Regions from separate parts of the Mus musculus genome. Here all the other regions are linked to region 6. Evidence: chromatin contacts called from public Hi-C and promoter capture Hi-C data. All regions are on one chromosome and are shown on one strand. The core of a region is the stretch at or near the end of the contact, and the rest is flanking DNA. Distances in the headings are between cores, read along the strand shown. Region 1 overlaps Podxl (podocalyxin-like). Region 2 overlaps Cpa4 (carboxypeptidase A4). Region 3 holds the start of Mest (mesoderm specific transcript). Region 4 overlaps Mkln1 (muskelin 1, intracellular mediator containing kelch motifs). Region 5 overlaps Cep41 (centrosomal protein 41). Region 6 has its middle 23 kb from the start of Gm40359.

What was found. Hi-C and Micro-C count contacts between places; a contact is called where the count stands out from the background. Capture Hi-C pulls out chosen DNA fragments and counts their contacts.
Region 1: a contact with region 6 is called in a Hi-C map of the N1E-115 cell line, with 4 times the contacts expected there. The contact joins two enhancer-like sites. A contact is called at or near these places in 1 of 484 Hi-C or Micro-C datasets (the N1E-115 cell line) and 1 of 115 datasets of contacts at active chromatin or transcription factors (pancreatic cancer cells).
Region 2: a contact with region 6 is called in a Hi-C map of the N1E-115 cell line, with 5 times the contacts expected there. The contact joins two enhancer-like sites. A contact is called at or near these places in 4 of 39 promoter capture datasets (the 3T3-L1 cell line, the C10 cell line, hippocampal neurons and 1 more), 1 of 484 Hi-C or Micro-C datasets (the N1E-115 cell line) and 1 of 115 datasets of contacts at active chromatin or transcription factors (embryonic stem cells).
Region 3: a contact with region 6 is called in a Hi-C map of the N1E-115 cell line, with 6 times the contacts expected there. The contact joins the promoter of Mest here to the enhancer-like site in region 6. A contact is called at or near these places in 19 of 39 promoter capture datasets (the 3T3-L1 cell line, 3T3-L1-derived adipocytes, the C10 cell line and 10 more), 1 of 15 datasets of contacts at CTCF or cohesin (pro-B cells), 11 of 484 Hi-C or Micro-C datasets (the N1E-115 cell line, cerebral cortex, cortical neurons and 6 more), 23 of 115 datasets of contacts at active chromatin or transcription factors (astrocytes, bone marrow-derived macrophages, cardiomyocytes and 11 more) and 4 of 9 other capture datasets (adipose tissue, embryonic stem cells, liver and 1 more).
Region 4: a contact with region 6 is called in a promoter capture Hi-C map of adipose tissue. The contact joins two enhancer-like sites. A contact is called at or near these places in 1 of 115 datasets of contacts at active chromatin or transcription factors (embryonic stem cells) and 1 of 9 other capture datasets (adipose tissue).
Region 5: a contact with region 6 is called in a Hi-C map of uterus, with 2.6 times the contacts expected there. The contact joins two enhancer-like sites. A contact is called at or near these places in 9 of 39 promoter capture datasets (the 3T3-L1 cell line, 3T3-L1-derived adipocytes, the C10 cell line and 5 more) and 3 of 484 Hi-C or Micro-C datasets (bone marrow-derived macrophages, cortical neurons and uterus).

The regions. Positions count from the first base shown.
Region 1 is chr6:31,518,051-31,520,750 of GRCm38.p6, forward strand. Podxl (podocalyxin-like) reads right to left here. Exons shown (of 8, transcript NM_013723.3): 8 at 1,443-2,700. Among named protein-coding and RNA genes, the nearest start is that of Podxl, 45 kb to the right of the region's middle. Within about 2 kb of position 1,316, at least 119 of the 459 cell types and tissues checked have an H3K27ac peak or open chromatin away from gene starts, as enhancers often do. A contact at or near this core is called in the N1E-115 cell line and pancreatic cancer cells, where this site is marked.
Region 2 is chr6:30,591,552-30,594,251 of GRCm38.p6, forward strand. It overlaps Cpa4 (carboxypeptidase A4), which reads left to right. Exons shown (of 11, transcript NM_027926.3): 11 at 1-866. It overlaps Gm31453 (a long non-coding RNA gene), which reads right to left. Exons shown (of 3, transcript XR_868837.3): 3 at 2,584-2,700. Among named protein-coding and RNA genes, the nearest start is that of Gm31453, 18 kb to the right of the region's middle. Within about 2 kb of position 1,375, at least 21 of the 459 cell types and tissues checked have an H3K27ac peak or open chromatin away from gene starts, as enhancers often do. A contact at or near this core is called in the N1E-115 cell line, where this site is marked.
Region 3 is chr6:30,736,615-30,739,314 of GRCm38.p6, forward strand. Mest (mesoderm specific transcript) reads left to right here and starts at 1,436. Exons shown (of 12, transcript NM_008590.2): 1 at 1,436-1,721. The coding sequence starts at 1,696.
Region 4 is chr6:31,478,946-31,481,645 of GRCm38.p6, forward strand. All of the region lies in intron 12 of Mkln1 (muskelin 1, intracellular mediator containing kelch motifs), which reads left to right. Among named protein-coding and RNA genes, the nearest start is that of Mkln1, 81 kb to the left of the region's middle. Within about 2 kb of position 1,311, at least 26 of the 459 cell types and tissues checked have an H3K27ac peak or open chromatin away from gene starts, as enhancers often do. A contact at or near this core is called in adipose tissue, where this site is marked.
Region 5 is chr6:30,651,530-30,654,229 of GRCm38.p6, forward strand. Cep41 (centrosomal protein 41) reads right to left here. Exons shown (of 11, transcript NM_031998.3): 11 at 1,928-2,700. Among named protein-coding and RNA genes, the nearest start is that of Cpa1, 14 kb to the left of the region's middle. Within about 2 kb of position 1,417, at least 27 of the 459 cell types and tissues checked have an H3K27ac peak or open chromatin away from gene starts, as enhancers often do. A contact at or near this core is called in uterus, where this site is marked.
Region 6 is chr6:31,036,802-31,039,501 of GRCm38.p6, forward strand. No RefSeq gene overlaps it. Among named protein-coding and RNA genes, the nearest start is that of Gm40359, 23 kb to the left of the region's middle. Within about 2 kb of position 1,335, at least 62 of the 459 cell types and tissues checked have an H3K27ac peak or open chromatin away from gene starts, as enhancers often do. A contact at or near this core is called in the N1E-115 cell line, adipose tissue, astrocytes and 8 more, where this site is marked.

The DNA.
Region 1 (2,700 bases), core at 66-2,565, 480 kb after region 6:
CAGCTGAGCATGATGCCCTTTCCACAGTGCCTTGGATAGCCACAGAAACTGTCCTGTGCCCTCAGCCAGGAAAAGCAGGGCAGTCAGTAACAGCGAAGACAAGAGCCAGGATCTGTCCACTATGCTGGAAAGCCTTGATGATTGGCAGAATCCAAGAGAGGAGGAGGCTTAGCGGTGTACAGACTGTACAAACTGGGACATGTTGACCAGTCTCAACTGTACAAGTAAATATTAGCAGTAGATCGTCTGAGAGACTCCTGTCGGTTTCATTAAAAGGAAGTGTTTGAGAAATGCCCCTGAGTGTTTGCCTGTCCTATCTTTCTTTTTTCCTTTTGGGTTCAGAAGAGAGGTGGTTTGGGAGGGAGCTTATAGGTTGAAAAAAATCAACTAAGAGGACCTCTAGATTGTTAGGGCAAGGAGCCAGGTCAGCGACTACTCCGGAAGAGAATGGAGCCTTAGAGCTAACTTGTGGGCTGTGATAAACTGTGAGTCACTGTTAGAACAGTGCCTGAGCAGGGCCATGGTCCTTTGGGAGTTCCTGGCATTTAGATCTTTTCTGTGTCTTTGGCATACTCATGAGGTTAACCTCAAAATACCCTGGCCCTAACTCTGGCCTACCCCTCTGGGTGTCACTTGCCTACTAGTGCACAAAAGATTAAGGGGAAAAAAAAAACCAAAAAACAAAACAAAACAAAACATCCTGGTAACTGTGGATGTAATCCAGAAATGAAGTTTGTTTTTAGAATTCAGGCATGATGGTGGTATGGAGAAAAGAATCTGGCACTGAAGAGAGAAAAGATGGAGTCAGGGCCTGAGCCAAAGAGAGGAAGTCTGCAGTCTATCACGTAGTACGGTGAGTTTCCTATAAATGAGGTGAAGATGTCATATGACTGCTGAGGTGGAGGCAGAGATGGGCCAGCTCTGCAGGGCAGACCTTTCCCTTTCCCTACTTCAAGCTGGTACGTAGGGTTCTCTTGCCCTGAGAAAATGTAGCTGTTGGTAATGTGGCCGAGAGATGTGTCACATTCACGCCCATCAGCTCCATCCTTCACTGGGTGAGAGGGGAAGCACCACCTCTCTGTGCAGACCCGAGCTGGATTCTAGCGCTTGGTTTTATCTCTTGGTGGTGTTTTCACACCCAACTGGCATGGTATCTTTCATTGGTGATGGTCACATATCTTTACACTCCAGGCAGAAGTAAGAAGGGTGTTAGATGGTGACAAATTTGTAAACATTGCACAGCAAGGAACATGGTCCTCTCAGGCGCTGGCCCTGCGGTCCTCCACTCCTTCCAGCATCTCCTCTTTCCCCCTCTACTGGCGGAATGCTGCAGGTGCTGATGAGAGCAGGGGATGCTGCCCAATTATACAGGAGAAGGAGCTAATGTCCCTGCTCAGGTGGAGAATTTTAAGCCAAAGCAAAACACTAGGGCCTGAACCAGCTTACACAAAAGCATTTTTATTGACAGTGTACAATTTTCCAAAATAGACTTTATAAGAAAATGCAATAGTTAACTATAATCTCTCAATAAATTCCAGTGTACTTTAGACCCCTGTCCACTACAACATACACTCCCCCAATCTCCTGGGCAAGCTGGTTGACATTCACAAACAGAAAGGCCCCCACAAAACAGTGATCCTGGCCAGTGGTGGGTTTGCGGCAGACCGAGGGAAGCATCAGACACCTGACGGTGACACAGGCTGTTCTACACAGGGCTTCTCCCCCTCTGCCTTCATCTATGCAGTCCCTTTGAGCCTCATTCTGCTGGACATTCCTCAAGGAGTTTTCAAAATTAATTCCTGACAGGAAAACAAAAACAAAAACCCAAGCCCCTAGAATGCTTATTTACACCTCGGACCACATGATTCCAGAGCCCCAAATATGGCTGCTATTGTCCCTTGTGTTCTCCCAGCCCCTCCAGGGTCATCGTGAGGAAGGCTGGCGGTCTCCTATAACCTTGTACCTAGAAGTTGCAGTCCTTAATTCCCTGTTCTTGAGAAACACGCAGCACAGGGTGGGCAGTGTGGGATGCGTGTTTTCCTCTTGTCCCTGTCCCTGGGGAGACTCTTTGTGTCTTCAGATGTGATTTCCTGTAGGGAGACTAGACTGTATCTCCAAACCTTTCCCCGTGACCATCACAGACCATTCTCAACTCCAGCCTGAACTGCAGTAGGACTGCGACTTGGCAGGGGAGGTGTAAATCCACTATCTCCAAGGCAAATACGTTTGTTACCAGCCTGTCTTGTTACTTTCTTCATTTTTAAAAAAGTCATCTCTACTAAATAGACATTTACATTCTTGTTCAGAAGTGGGGAGGGAGGCTTAGCTATCTCTCATAGCTATCAAATCTTTACCCCAAGTTTACTCTCTGAAAGTAGTACAAGGTAAATAAACATGTGGCTCTTGTATTTACATTGTCAAAAATATGCATAGATCTTGTCAACTTCAACTTACTCTCCAAAGTTTCACCAGTGTATTGTCCAAAAAATAGGCAAAGACCAATAGAACTCAAACACTGATAGAGTGGGCTGGCTCACTCTATCAGGGAAGATAGAAGTGAGTGTCCTAGATGAGTCTGGGTCCTTTTCTGCCGGGCAGACTGCTCAGTGCCCCATGCTCACCTGCCTCTCTTGACATGCACGTGGGAGCACAAGAGCTGCTGGGTGTGCTCAGGCACAGCCATCGGGCCCTTGGGGTTTG
Region 2 (2,700 bases), core at 125-2,624, 450 kb before region 6:
ATCATCATTGCTCTTTCTAGCTGCGTATTCTTCCTATTCCTCCTCCTCCTCCTCCTCATCATCATCATCATGGAGACAGGATCTCTTTATGTAGCCATGACTGTCCTGGAGCTTGCTATATAGACCAAGCTGGCCTTGAACTTACAGAGATCTGCCTGGCTCTGCCTTCAGCATACATTAAAGATGTATTATCACCATACCTGGCTCATCTTAATTCTTTTCTGTTGGCTCGAGCACACAGTCAAGCTCTTGTCCATTACAAGGCTCAGTGTTCAGGTGATGCCCTTTGCTTTTTAAACCGTCTTTTCTTTATATGTGGTGTTACTGGGATCCTCTAAGAGGGTCAGTTAGTTATGTTGTAGGCAAGGCTCTCAGGGGTCATGGGGAAACGGGGCTAGATTGCAGGGACAGATTAGCACCATCTGTCCTCTTGGCCTCACCACCACTCTGCCTTTTGAACTCACTTCAAAGATTTTGACCTCACCCCACAGGTCCTAAATCATCCCTAGAGCCTGGATAATCTCAGGGCCTCAGCACACTCCAGCTCCGGCTCTGGTGTGCCCTGCGTTTCAGGCTCCTGGTTTCTGTCCTCCTGTGTTTAATGTTACTTTCTATTTTGCATCCTGAACCCTGAGTACCTACCTGAAACAAGACTTCGTCAACAGCTAGACACTTCCTGTTCTCTCCTTAGCACATACTGTCTGCCCTGTTTGTGTTGTGGTTTTTGTGTTTTTGTTTTCTTGTGGGTATTTTTTTTTTTCTTTTTCTGTTTTCAATCATGTCTATAAATCTTAACCTTCTGCCTAGGATTTGGGCAGCATCTGGTGTGTCCTCATAAGCCAATAAATATTCAATATGGGTCTCCTATCATCTTTTATTCTTTGCTTTTACCTGAATAGAACTGAGCCACAGTCTTGAATATGCAGCTCTTTATAATGTCAAAAGTAAATTTTAATCCCTGTCCCTCTTGCATGACATGAACGAAAGCCTATTTCATCAGGCCAGGGGGCCTCTGGGGCAACGTTACCTTGGTGATCTCACTCTGGCTGGTTCTACTTCCTTGGTTTCTCCCCCGGAAGCTTGATATTCAGGGCTTCCATGATGATTAGACCCAGGGATGCTGACTCACGACTTTGGAGCCCAGATGAGGCCGATGATAAAATCAGAATACGAATGTACTAATTTACATCATGGCATGTAACTGTTTAATGGATTGGATCCTCACGTCGGCTAAACAGTATATTCTCAGTACATTCTCTCCCTGTAGGCAAGATACATGGGCAGCCAAATTATAATCAGAAGGTTGCTTAGTGAGCAGGCGTCGGAGCAAGGAAAGTTAATTAGAGTCTATGATTAGAATTTCTAATGGCACCCAGCTCTAATAGAATGATATGTCTACTTCTACAACCAGAACACACCTGCCAGCTGGTCACTTGTGTTGGGTAGTAAGGGCTGCTACAAATGCAATAGATATCTTTGTAGTCGCCACAATGCTTGTCTCTGTGACCCACCTGTGACCTAGCTCCATTTCTGGCCACTGCCCCTCAGATTGAGATTTTCCTTCAGATTCTTCAGGGATTTCTTAAGCAGGGCATGAAGAGCCAAAGGAGAATAATGATAACAATAATGGTGCGTGTGACTAGAATAAAACCTAGGACATTAGTTCTTTAAGAAACACAGCAAAATGAGTTATAAGAAGAGATTCACAACATTCACAATCTTTACAACAAAGAATGTATGCAGACCTGCAGGTCAGTAAGAACACAGATAATGCTGTGGGGAAACTGGGCAAGCTGTCTGAGCATATCTAATCATATAAGCATATCATGCAAGAGGAGGGGCGGATGTCTGACAAACATATTTTTGTAGGGATGATGGGTGACTGAGGACATCCAGAGCAAGGAGGCCACTCTGCTCATTCAGTTAACAGAACTGGAAACGATGGGACAGATGTGAGCGGAAGGTTCTTTTGTACATCCTTAGTGGACAGCTGAGCTAGTAAAACCGCTAATGTGGAAACCATTCTGTCACCATCTCCTGAAGCTGATGATCCAGTTACTTCCACCCCAGAAGCAAGCCTGAGAGAGCCAATGGGAGAGTCAGGAAGAACAGTCATGGAGGCACTGCTCATCCCAGCGAAGGCCTGGGAACAACGGGAAGAGCATCATCACCGTTGGCACTGATAAATAAAACGTGCCATGGCCACAGGCTGAAGTCATGTGTGTCAATCAAAATTTACTATGATTTTTTTTTGAGAATTAAAACTGCATACCCACATGGACATGCATGCACAATGTATACATGTATAAGGAAGACATATATGTCTTGATAAAATTATTTAAGGGAAGGAGGACATAGCCCATCTACTCCGAGCCCTCCTTCCTTGTGAAATGCACTGATCTCTTAGCTGCTGTGGGAGTTCACTGTTCACAGTTCAAATCTCACCTCCTTCCTTTCTTCTTAAAAAAAAAAAAAACCCAAAATACCACATTTATTTATTCTCTCTCCTTTCCCTTCCCCCTCCCCCTCCCCCTCTCCCTTCCCCTCCCTCTCCCTCCCTCTTCTTCCCTCCCGCCTCCTCCATTCATGCAGGTCAGAGCACAACTTTCAGGAGTCAGTTCTCCCCTTCCACCATATGGGTTCTGAGGCTTGGTAGCAAGTGCCTTTACCCACAGAGCCATCTGACTGGCCCCAGTCTTT
Region 3 (2,700 bases), core at 186-2,685, 300 kb before region 6:
AATTCTTGAACTTATTCATGCGGTATTTGTTAGGGGCCTGCTTTGTTGCCCACCCCATGGCGGGATCTGGGATACAAAAGGTTAATGAGACATGGTTTCAGACTTTGAGGGTCTTAGGCTGAGAAAGAAGGGCCCGACATGACAGAAAATATTCTGAAATCAAAAAGAAAATGTAAAAAAGTGCCACCCTTCGATCCCTCATTCACTTCACAATCTTGTGCATCGCCTGCGGAGGCTCCACACAAGCATTTGTTTCCTGCGGTCCCCGAAGAAGTATACCCTGGACCGCATTACGTGTTCTGATGACCCTCTCTCAGGTGCTGGCATTTTCAGTGTCAGCTGGGTGGTCACGAACTCCCCGAACATGGGAAGATACCCACAGGTTAGATCCCCCAAGGGTTCGACTGACCCATTGCAGTTCTCTGGCCCAATCTTGATCGACTGCACGGTTGGGCTTGGACATTGCAAAGCCAAAGCTGCAGCAAACCAGGCTCCGAAGAGAGGCCTGCAGCGCCCCCGCTGGGCCAGCCTGCGTTCGCAGCATCCCTAGCTTGCCCGTGCCTAGGCTGCTAGAATTTCAGGGAACGGTTCCAAACCTCACACAGGCATCACGATGCTCCGCACTTTGCGAAGGTGTGAAAGATGACTTTTAAGGGATTTGGGATTAAAAAAAAATCTACAGTTTTGTCCGCACCTCTAGGGTGTTTGCACTGTGATTGTGTTGCACGTAAAGGAGGCTTGTGCCCCCAATGAACGGTCCCCAACGCTGCTCCAGAAGGGCGCTGCAGCAGCTTCTGGCATGTGGACCACGTTGTGCTGCGGCAAAGGAAGTGTACCGGTGCCACCGTGGTGGTGACTTTGGCCCATTCTATGTGATCGCAGCCTGTCCATGAATGTGTCCACTTAGCCACTGATACCAGAGAATTTGTCCATTCCCTAGCCATTTAGTGTGCCCTTCCTTCTTTGTTATCATGGGCTAAGGGCTTGGGGTTGCCGCGCATTGGTGACCCGAATTTTTAGATGCGTACTCACTCTTAGGGCTCAAAACACACGTAGGAGGTAGAAAAGAAGTGGGTGCCGCAACAAGAACCCCAGCTTTGGGGTGTTTTATGTCTTCCAGGGTCTAGGGACCAGTGCGTGGTCCAAGGGATATGTTGGGGAGGGACTCTCTCAGACGTTTGTCATCCTTGCCCGCGGCATTAACACATGGGAAGGCTTTCTTCACTAGAATCTGGGGTTCAGGATTAGAGATCTATAAGGAAAGAGGGGGTAGCGGGTCAATACCCCTGGAGGCGCCCACGGGAAAGGCCCCCCCTCTCTGCAGCGGTGGGGAGGGGCTCTGCGGCGGGAGCGAGAAGGAGGGGCGCTGCGGCAGGATGGGCGGGTTAGAGGCGGGGCTCAGTGGGCTTTAAAAGTCGGTGCCTGCTTGCTCCTCTCTGCTTCGGCCACCAGCACATCCCGGTGCTTCTTCTCAGGCGCAGCAGCTTTCCTCTGCGGCAGCCGCACCTCGCCAAACGGCGTAGTGCTGCAGGCTCGCCCGAGTTGCTGCTTGCTGCCTCTGCTGCCGCTGCCGCGGGCCGCCCTGCGCGGACCGTAGGCTGCGCAGACGCCACCTCCGATCCTGTATCGCTGCGGGCGCCTCGGCGCGCCCTGTGATCCGCAATCCTGCGGCGGGCGGCATGGGATAATGCGGCCATGGTGCGCCGAGATCGCTTGCGCAGGTGGGTGCTGCCAGCCCGTGCCGCCAGAGGGGGTGTGGCCGGCCCGCACCCCGGAGATGCGGGAGGCAAAAATCCTTATCCAAAGGTTGCCGCCCAGCCCAAACTCTCGGAATCGCCCTCACTGATGATTTTTAGAACCAGGGTTTAGTCGCGTGAGATTTACGAATTTGAGGATTTTTGCATTAACATGTGAGAATTAGCCTTTTTTTGTCTGGGTCTTCGTTGTGGTACGATTTAGGAGGTGGTGGTGAAGCAACTTAGGATTCGAGAACCTTGGTAATGCCTGGTGTGTTCTAGGATCTTCAGAGCTGGTCATTGTTGTGGCGTGATTTAAGATTTCTAGACCACGGCATGTGATTTAGGAATTCAGGAGCTGAGATTGTCACAGAGCGACTTAAAATTTCCAGGTTCTGGACTCACAATGGCAGGGTTACCGCATAGGTGCGACTAGATCGTGCCGCGCAGTGTGGCCACGGCTATAAGTGTTGTTTGGGAGCCAGAAATGGAAACCCCGGGGGACACCGGCACGCGGCCAGGCTCTTAAAATGTAAAAAGAATTGTTTGCTTTGGTTTGTGGGTGCACAGCGTAGTTCTCAATAAGAATGAGTCAGGTGGGCTGGTTTGGTGGTATTAGATAAATATGTTTTTACATCATTTAAAGCAGTAAGAAATCAAGGCACGTAAAGTTTGTTGTGCGAGTGTGTTGAATTTTTGCTCTAAATCATGGTACCATCAAATATTAGAGAGTGGACTTAAAAATTATTGTTTAAACCTTTTGGTCCGATTGCTAGTTTCCTTGACTGCTAAAAATCTTAAAATGTTTGGGGTATTTTTACCAAGGTAACTAAAGCTGAGAATGGCTGGGGGGGGGGGTTGTCCCCCCTTTCCTGCATGGAGGAGGTGCACTGAGGTATGGTCCGGAGAGCGTGGGTGTGGCACCTCTGTTTCCCTGCGCCAGCAGGAAGCCCCTGTTCACTCT
Region 4 (2,700 bases), core at 61-2,560, 440 kb after region 6:
CATCCCTGTGTTGACCTCTAGCCTCCACAGGCACCAACAAGCACATGTATTTGCACGCGCGCACACACACACACACACACACACACACCTTACCACCCCACCTTAACCCCCACAAACACTTACCACCCCACACCTTAACACCCCCCCCAACACACACACATCTATATCCACACACACAAATACATATGTTGTTGTTGTCATTTATGGGCACTATGTTAGAGTAACCCTCTTTTAATTAAAGTTGTTTACATAGAAGAGGAAAAAGACTGGTCTGGTGAGATGGCTCGGTGGATAAAGTCCTTGTGATGCACACCAGGTGGTCTGAGTTCTATCCTGGGATCTTATGATGGAAGGAGAACTGTGTCCTAGAAGTTACCCTCTGACTTCTTGCAGACATAATGTATGACAAGTAGCCTATCTACTCACACACAATTGAAATAAAAATCTCAAAGAAGAAAAGTTATTTTCTTTAAAACGTAACACTAAAGGAGAAAATGTAGAGTCATTTGGCTCTCAGGATCTGTACTCATACCCTCCTTACTGGAGTTCAGGCTAGAGGTTTGTTTGCTGTGTTCTGTTCTTTGTGACTACCAGTAAAATGGACAGTCTTACAACCTAGTCTCTGATTCATTGGCCAGGGCTACAGACCTGCAACCCTAGAGTTTTCCCAACCGTAAAGAACAAAGTAAATGGAAGATGTGGAAATAAATATTTGAAAATTTCTGCAGACCCAAAACACTGATCTTCAGATTGTAAATGGCCCTCTACAAATAAAATAAAATAAAATGAAGTTAAATTTCAGAAAACCAAAAGGTCTCCTTGCCAGATCATCAAGGCAGATCATTGTGTATTAAGGTGCATTTTTGTATTCTGTTAGAAAGAGGACCTCCTAAACTCTCCTAGAACAAAATGAGTTGCACTCAAGGAAACAGGACTTAGAAGGACATAGAAACTCTCAGTGCCATTAGATACTACAAGATAAAGAAAATTCTTGGAAAAGTTACTAAACTGGAGATACTTTTGTAGCCAAAATGGTGAAGAAAAAAGGGAAGTTATTTTTAGATCTACTGGGTAAATCCATGTTTACGCTCTAGACCTACCTCTTAGCAGTTTAAACAGTTGCAGAATCATCTCTCTAAGCACAAGAAGTCCAGAGTAGACCATGAGCGCTGATGCAGTGATTCAGCCCCCAGGTTCCCTCCTGTGCTGCACTGTCTTTAGTAAAAGTGGTAGCTATCTGGAGACAAGTTCAAACATGCCTTTCCTTCCAAAGGTGGCCGGCAGGGATTGCAAAATTTGTCCTGACAACTCCCAGTGGGATTCTGCTTAGATTTCATTGGCTAGAACTGTGAAACCAGGGTTCACTAGAGAGTCTGGGGAAGCATGTGTTTCGGGTATGAAGCAAAAAGGGTTGGAAATAGCAGTTATCTCAAGATAGGAAACTGATAGAACTTTTATGTACTATTTTTTTAGAAAGATACTTTATATACTAACAAAACAATAAGTATCAAAAGAGAAAACACAGAAGCTTTAAAAAAAAAAAAAAAAGAAGAAAATCCAACATAGAAAAACAAAGGGGGATTTCCAAGATGTGGCCCAGTGAGCACCAGTGTGGCACAGGGGTTCTAGATCAAAGTAGGCTTTTAAAGATTTATTAATTGATTGTATCCATGCATGTGCTCAGGGCCTAAGCTTCATGCCAGCCGCAGCAGCTGTAGTTATTTCGACCTTACTGTATGCTAGATTATCTTTTATTGATGGTAAGATCCTGATAATAATTGAACATAATTCAACTACATGGTGATAGAGCCAAGACTAAAGATTTCACTGCACTGCACCACTTCCCAAAACTGAACAAAAGTCTCACAGAGTAATAATAGTGGAAACAAAGCTACTTAAAAAATTTTTATTGTAATAAATTTAATGGTTATAATCTGAAAACATTTAAATTTGTAACAATTATATAGTCATTTGCAACATTGTTATCTTTAATCAGTTATGACTACCATTGTGACACTTCTCTTGTGCCTTTTTTGTTGTAACTACAAAGGTAATAATCTCATGGTTGAGATTCTAAAACAATAACAACAACAAAACCCAGAATGATACAAAACAATCCAACTATTCAGAGATAATCTATTAACATTTTGATGTATCACTTCCTAATCTTTAAAAAGGGTGATTGTATCCAGTTTTGTTTTCTGACATTTTAAATTTTACATAGGTTTCTTTTGGTGATGATTTTTCCTTTATCATAGTTTTATTGCTATGAACTTAAAGTAATAGAAAGGCAAGTTGTCTCATTCACTAGTTATTGCATTTGTCAGTTCTTCCAAAATTAAAATTACATGTTTGCTGTGTATTAATTTTTAATTGGTTTACAGGGAATTAACCACACAAAGCATGCAAATCCATTCATTAATTTAACAGCATTTGCCGGGCGTGGTCTAGCACTCGGGAGGCAGAGGCAGGCGAATTTCTGAGTTCGAGGTCAACCTGGTCTACAAAGTGAGTTCCAGGACAGCCAGGGCTACACAGAGAAACCCTGTCTCGAAAAAAAAAATTAGCAGCATTTGTTGATTGTTTACTAGCATTTAAGGTTTATTAGACCCCCTCTCTTCAAATAGTTCATTGACTTCCATTTTCCAAAGATTGTTTTAAGCACTAAGGATCTACATGAGGACCCCAGGGATTAAGCTA
Region 5 (2,700 bases), core at 167-2,666, 390 kb before region 6:
GCACGTAAAAGTGTGTGCCGAATCCTGGTCTGTCAGAATTTAAGCCAATTGTACTTCTGCTGGCACATTTCTAAACGCTCTTATCTGACTTGGGTACCAATTTAAGGCTCGCATTATAATTTCAGTAATTTTTGTTTGTGGTGTATGTGTACATACATGTTCACGTGGGTGTGCTCATGTGTGTGCATGGAGGCCAGAGGTCTTTCTCAGCTGTCCTCTACCTTGTGTTATGAGGCAGGGCTAGACTCACCCTATCTCACCAAACCTGGAGCTCCCTGGCTTGGCAAACAGGCTGGCCTGGCACAGCTCCTGGGGACCCTTCTGTCTCTGCCTCCCCCCCCCCTTTTTTTTTTTTTTTTTTTTTGGTTTTTTGAGACAGGGTTTCTCTGTGTAGTCCTGGCTGTCCTGGAGCTCGCTCTGTAGACCAGGCTGGCCTCGAACTCAGAAATCCGCCTGCCTCTGCCTCCCGAGTGCTGGGATTAAAGGCGTGTGCCACCACGCCCGGCACCTCCCCTTTTATGTGGGTGCTGGGATCTGAACTCAGGTTCCCATGTTTGCACAGTTAGCATGTTACCCAGTGAGCCATTTCCAGCCCCTGATTGCAATAATTACTAAAAGCCTGCAAAGGTTTAACTACCCAAATGCATTCTCAACCCCGGGAAGCACACTGGGCCTTGTTTTATCACGTTTTACAAGAAAAATATACTTGTTAACAAAAATAATTGAATTGATATAAGCATTCAACATGCTCACATAATTTGGTTGATGAATTATAATCCACATGGTCCTAATTTTGTTTTGGAGAGAGAAGTATTATGGGGCTTAGATCTTGAAAGAACTATGAAAAACAAAAATGCACATTAAAGACATTCAACAGTTTGTTAAATATTCTTAATGACTGATTATCTTCAGGGTTGAACAAGAAGAGGTAGTCATGGATTTATGTGCAGGCAGACTGAAATTCGTTATGTTCCCAAACATGTCAGACAACATAAAAGACAGACTCTGTAGACAATAAACAACCTGGCGGGAACAAAAACCAACAAGAAAAATCACTGGCATATTTCTCCCAGACCAGGAGCCTGACAACTTATATTCCCCAAGGGAGCAAGAGGAGGAGGGTTTGGTTTTGTTCTGTTTGTGTCTGAGTAGCTTAATGTCTTAAGTTCTGTAGAATTTAAACAGCACCACAGGAAAAACTCCCTGAGCAACTAACGGACATTATTTATTCTAATTCCTGCTTACACCAAGTCCAATATGACTGCCCGGCTCTGGCTTCCCACCACAGAGAAAGAAAAAAGAAAATCACTTCTAGGCTATTTACTCATTCCACAGATTTTCAATAGAGCCAGCCTGAGGTTACAGCCCAGGATGTGTTCCCCCCCCCCCTTTTTGAATGAACACTGTAGCTTTTTCCTTCCTCTCTCCCGCCACTTCCTGCCTCTCTTCTATCTTCCCTCCTTTGTCTCCTGGCTTCCTTCCTGCCTGACCTCTTAAATAGCCTGTACCCCCTTAAATGGCCTCCCTTTCTTAAACACATACCCCTTGATAAACATTTTATTGACGAGACACTGGCCTAAGGATATCACGTATCTCACAGAGCGCACAAGGCTCCAGACAAGGGGGCAAGCTAGTCCCCAACACAACCGACACAAAAGCCATGAGATAGTCAGCCAAGGTAGCAATCCGGTCCTGCCTGGGTTCCAGGAAAAGCATGGGTCTCCCGACTAGAAAGCTATGGTCTCTTGCTCTAAACTGGAATGATTTCCAGATTCACTGATGCAAAGAACATACGCCTTTCTGGGAAATGCAGTAAAGAGAGGTACATTTTCAAATCACTCTAGTCTCCCGGGGCTCCCCCAAATCATTCTGACAGAAAGGAAGGGAGAAGTTGGCAGGTTTCAGCACATTAATAGCAAACGACAAATTAGTAACTACGTTCTTTAATCTTCAACATTCATAATTGCACAAAGTATCACTGATCATTTAAATAATACATGTCAAATAATCTAATGAAGAAACTGGTAAAGTGGAACGTTAGGAAGCAACAGTGTTGGAGAGGAACACTGAGTGCAGAAGGGGTCGGCTCTCTTGAAGTTTGAGACTCTTGCCAACAGGGCAAAGAGCTATGGAGAAACACATGGAAATACATTCAGCCTGCTAGACCACGCCAGTAAATACACAGCAATTCTAACAGCTTTGCCGAAACAGTCTCTGTACGTATATACAGTCATTTCCAACACTAACATCCATTGGTGGGAATGCAGATCAGGAACAGACAGAGACTTCCAAAACAGAATTGGGTGTAGAGGTCTACCTCCTGACTGGCTGATGTTAAACTGGCAAACCAGAACTCTGTCACCGAGGAAAGGTATTTTCATTACAAATGTATACGTGTCAAAGATGACTGAAAATCTTGTCCATGCTAGGGGAAAGTTGAGTGTGGAAAAATTTGCATTTTTTGATCTATGCTGTAAAGAAAATAAAAAGCCAGTGCATGTTGGCATTAGCAAAAGGCTGAACCAAGCTCTCAGGCAATAAATTTATGGGGAAACACGACAGGCTCCTCATTAAAGCTATGTGTACGTTGGCTGAATTTTATACACGATTCTTGAATCTTGTGGAAATTTGGGCACGGCCTGACATCTGAACAATGTCCCTGGTTTGTTTGATTTCTAAAGCATTGGAAAATGTTGCACT
Region 6 (2,700 bases), core at 85-2,584:
AGAATTCTGCTACTCGATGGGCGGTGGTGGCAAATACCTTTAATGCCAGCACTCAGGTAGATCTCTGAGAGTTTAAGACCAGCTTGGTTTACAGAGCAAGTTCCAGGACAGCTTGGGCTATTCAGAGAGATCCTGTCTCAAAATGAAAAATGTGCTTTTCATTTGAAACATGTTTCCCAATGCTTTCTGATCTTATTCTCCATATCTTGCTTTCGTGTGGCTTTGCAAGCCTGTTATACTTTCCTATCTCCTCCATTTTAGCCGTTTGCAATCACTCTGCCTCTGTCTCCTGAATACATCTCCAGCTGACATTTGTTCTGCAGTGAACCTGTACTTTTCTTTGAGACATGAGTGTCTTTTATTATTATTATTATTATTATTATTATTATTGGTTCTTTGTGAATGCCACATCAGGCACCCCAATCCCACTCATCTCTCCTTCCTCTTGTACCCGCCCTACACACTTGTAACTTTCCCCCTAACAGATTTTATAAAAATCTCATTGTGGAAGCTGTAGTATGTCACAATGTTTGTCCACATTTCTTGGCTCACAAATGTTCATTGCAGAGTCATTGCTGCGGTCCCAGGCCTCTGGCTTCCCCTACACCATCAATACTGGATCCTCACTGGGACAGCCTCCTCTCAGATACCCTGTGGTTGTCCTGGGTCACGGAGATACTGCAGCCTTGGATCTGCAGGACCAGCCCCTTCACTCACTTCAGCAGTTCATTGATGAAGCAAATGTTGGGGTGCACCAACTCAGAGCCCTGGATCTGGGCTTTGGTGGTAGCTGAGCTGGTCAGCCTGTGGGGACTGGGAGGGGGAGGGGCTAGCTCTCCACCCTGGTGAGTGTCTTCTTACTTGCACAGAAATGGCTGACATTTGCTTTACGAAATATTTTATTGTTCCGTTTCCCCCGCGCTTTGCTTTAATATGTAGTCTGTCCTCTTGACCCTTTAAAGCGGCCTTCTGGTATTTACCAGACTTTGAAAATGTATTCTCCTGCTGCTCTCCACCCTCACGCTGTTCGCCCCGCATTTGCTGGCACCCACGTTTCCCCTCAAGACACGGTCACTGTGGATGAGGGACCACCTACTCCAGCAAGGCTTTATCAGGACTAGTAATCCCCATGACCGTATCCCCACGTCAGGTCACACTGGGAGACACTGGGGGCTACCTCCGCACGTGACAGGACCTCTAAAAGCCTCCCCTTTGTACCTGTGATGCTTGCCTCAGACAGCATGGCACGGCATCTCTTCAGTGCGACGTAGTGAGCCTGTGGCACGGCTTAGTCAGTTGAAGGCATGGATTGTGGCTTGCCCTCAGGCCAACAGCCATCTAAGCGGGGGAAACTTACGCAGTGCTGTTCGCCTCCCTGCCAAGCCTCTCCCACCGCCCCGGTCCAACTGTTTTGAATGGAACCATGGCTGCCACTTGGCAGGAAGTCTGGTTCAAACCAGCTTTTCCATCTCTGAGACACACTCTTGTTTAGATTTTCCCGTGTTGTCTGTCTGTCTGTCTGTCTGTCTGTCTAGCGTTGTACTGCTCATTTGAATGTGTAGTTGCTTTCTTTTTGTGTCTGTGAAGGATTCAGGCTGTTAATGTGTTTCTTTCTGTTTCATTTTGTGGAAAGGAGGTTTTATTTTCAATCTGTCTGCCTGCCTCTATCTATCTATCTATCTATCTATCTATCTATCTATCTATCTATCTATATATCTATATATCATCTATCTATCTATCTCTAGCAGTTTTAAGTGTTCATAGTTTCCCATCCATTTGGAAATTTTCTTTCTCTTCCCAGGCTCGCTGACCAGGAAGGGTTAAGTGAGATGATTTGTCACAATGCTGGCTCACGAGCACCCTCTTCTGTTGACTTAGAAGAATTGTGGCTTCTTTCTTTCTTTCTTTCTTTCTTTCTTTCTTTCTTTCTTTCTTTCTTTCTTTCTTTCTTTCTTATTATTTTTTATAGCTGTCTTTTGATTTTACCCTACAAGTTACTGGGTTTATTTTTTTTTAATTAGGTATTTTCTTCATTTCCATTTCCAATGCTATCCCAAAAGTCCCCCACACCCTACCCCTCCCCCACTCCCCTACCCACCCACTCCCACTTCTTGGCCCTGGCGTTCCCCTGTACTGGGGCATATAAAGTTTGCAAGACCAAGGGGCCTCTCTTCCCACTGATGGCCGACTAGGCCATCTTCTGCTACATATGCAGCTAGAGACACGAGCTCCGGGGTACTGATTAGTTCATATTGTTGTTCCACCTATAGGGTTGCAGATCCCTTCAGCTCCTTGGGTACTTTCTCTAGCTCCTCCATTGGGGGCCCTGTGTTCCATCCAATAGCTGACTGTGAGCATCCACTTCTGTGTAAGTTACTGTTTTTAATTAAGAAAGAAACCTCACTGGCTGCTAATAATGTTTTATTTCCTGATCTGTGTGGTAATTGTGAGATGGTGCTCACTTTGTGGAGATCCAATGAGCCACAGCTTACTACGTGTATAATATTTACATATGAATGCTATGCTTTAATAAAACGCTAAATGTGCACAGGTCCGTAATTCTTTAGTGACTCTTGGGCTAAACTTTATTATATTGAGGAAAATTACCTTCTACATCCAACCTTAATGGCCAATCCCACCACTAACCCCTCTATTTTAAGACAGGGTCTCACTATTTAGCCCCAGCTAACCTGGAATTCA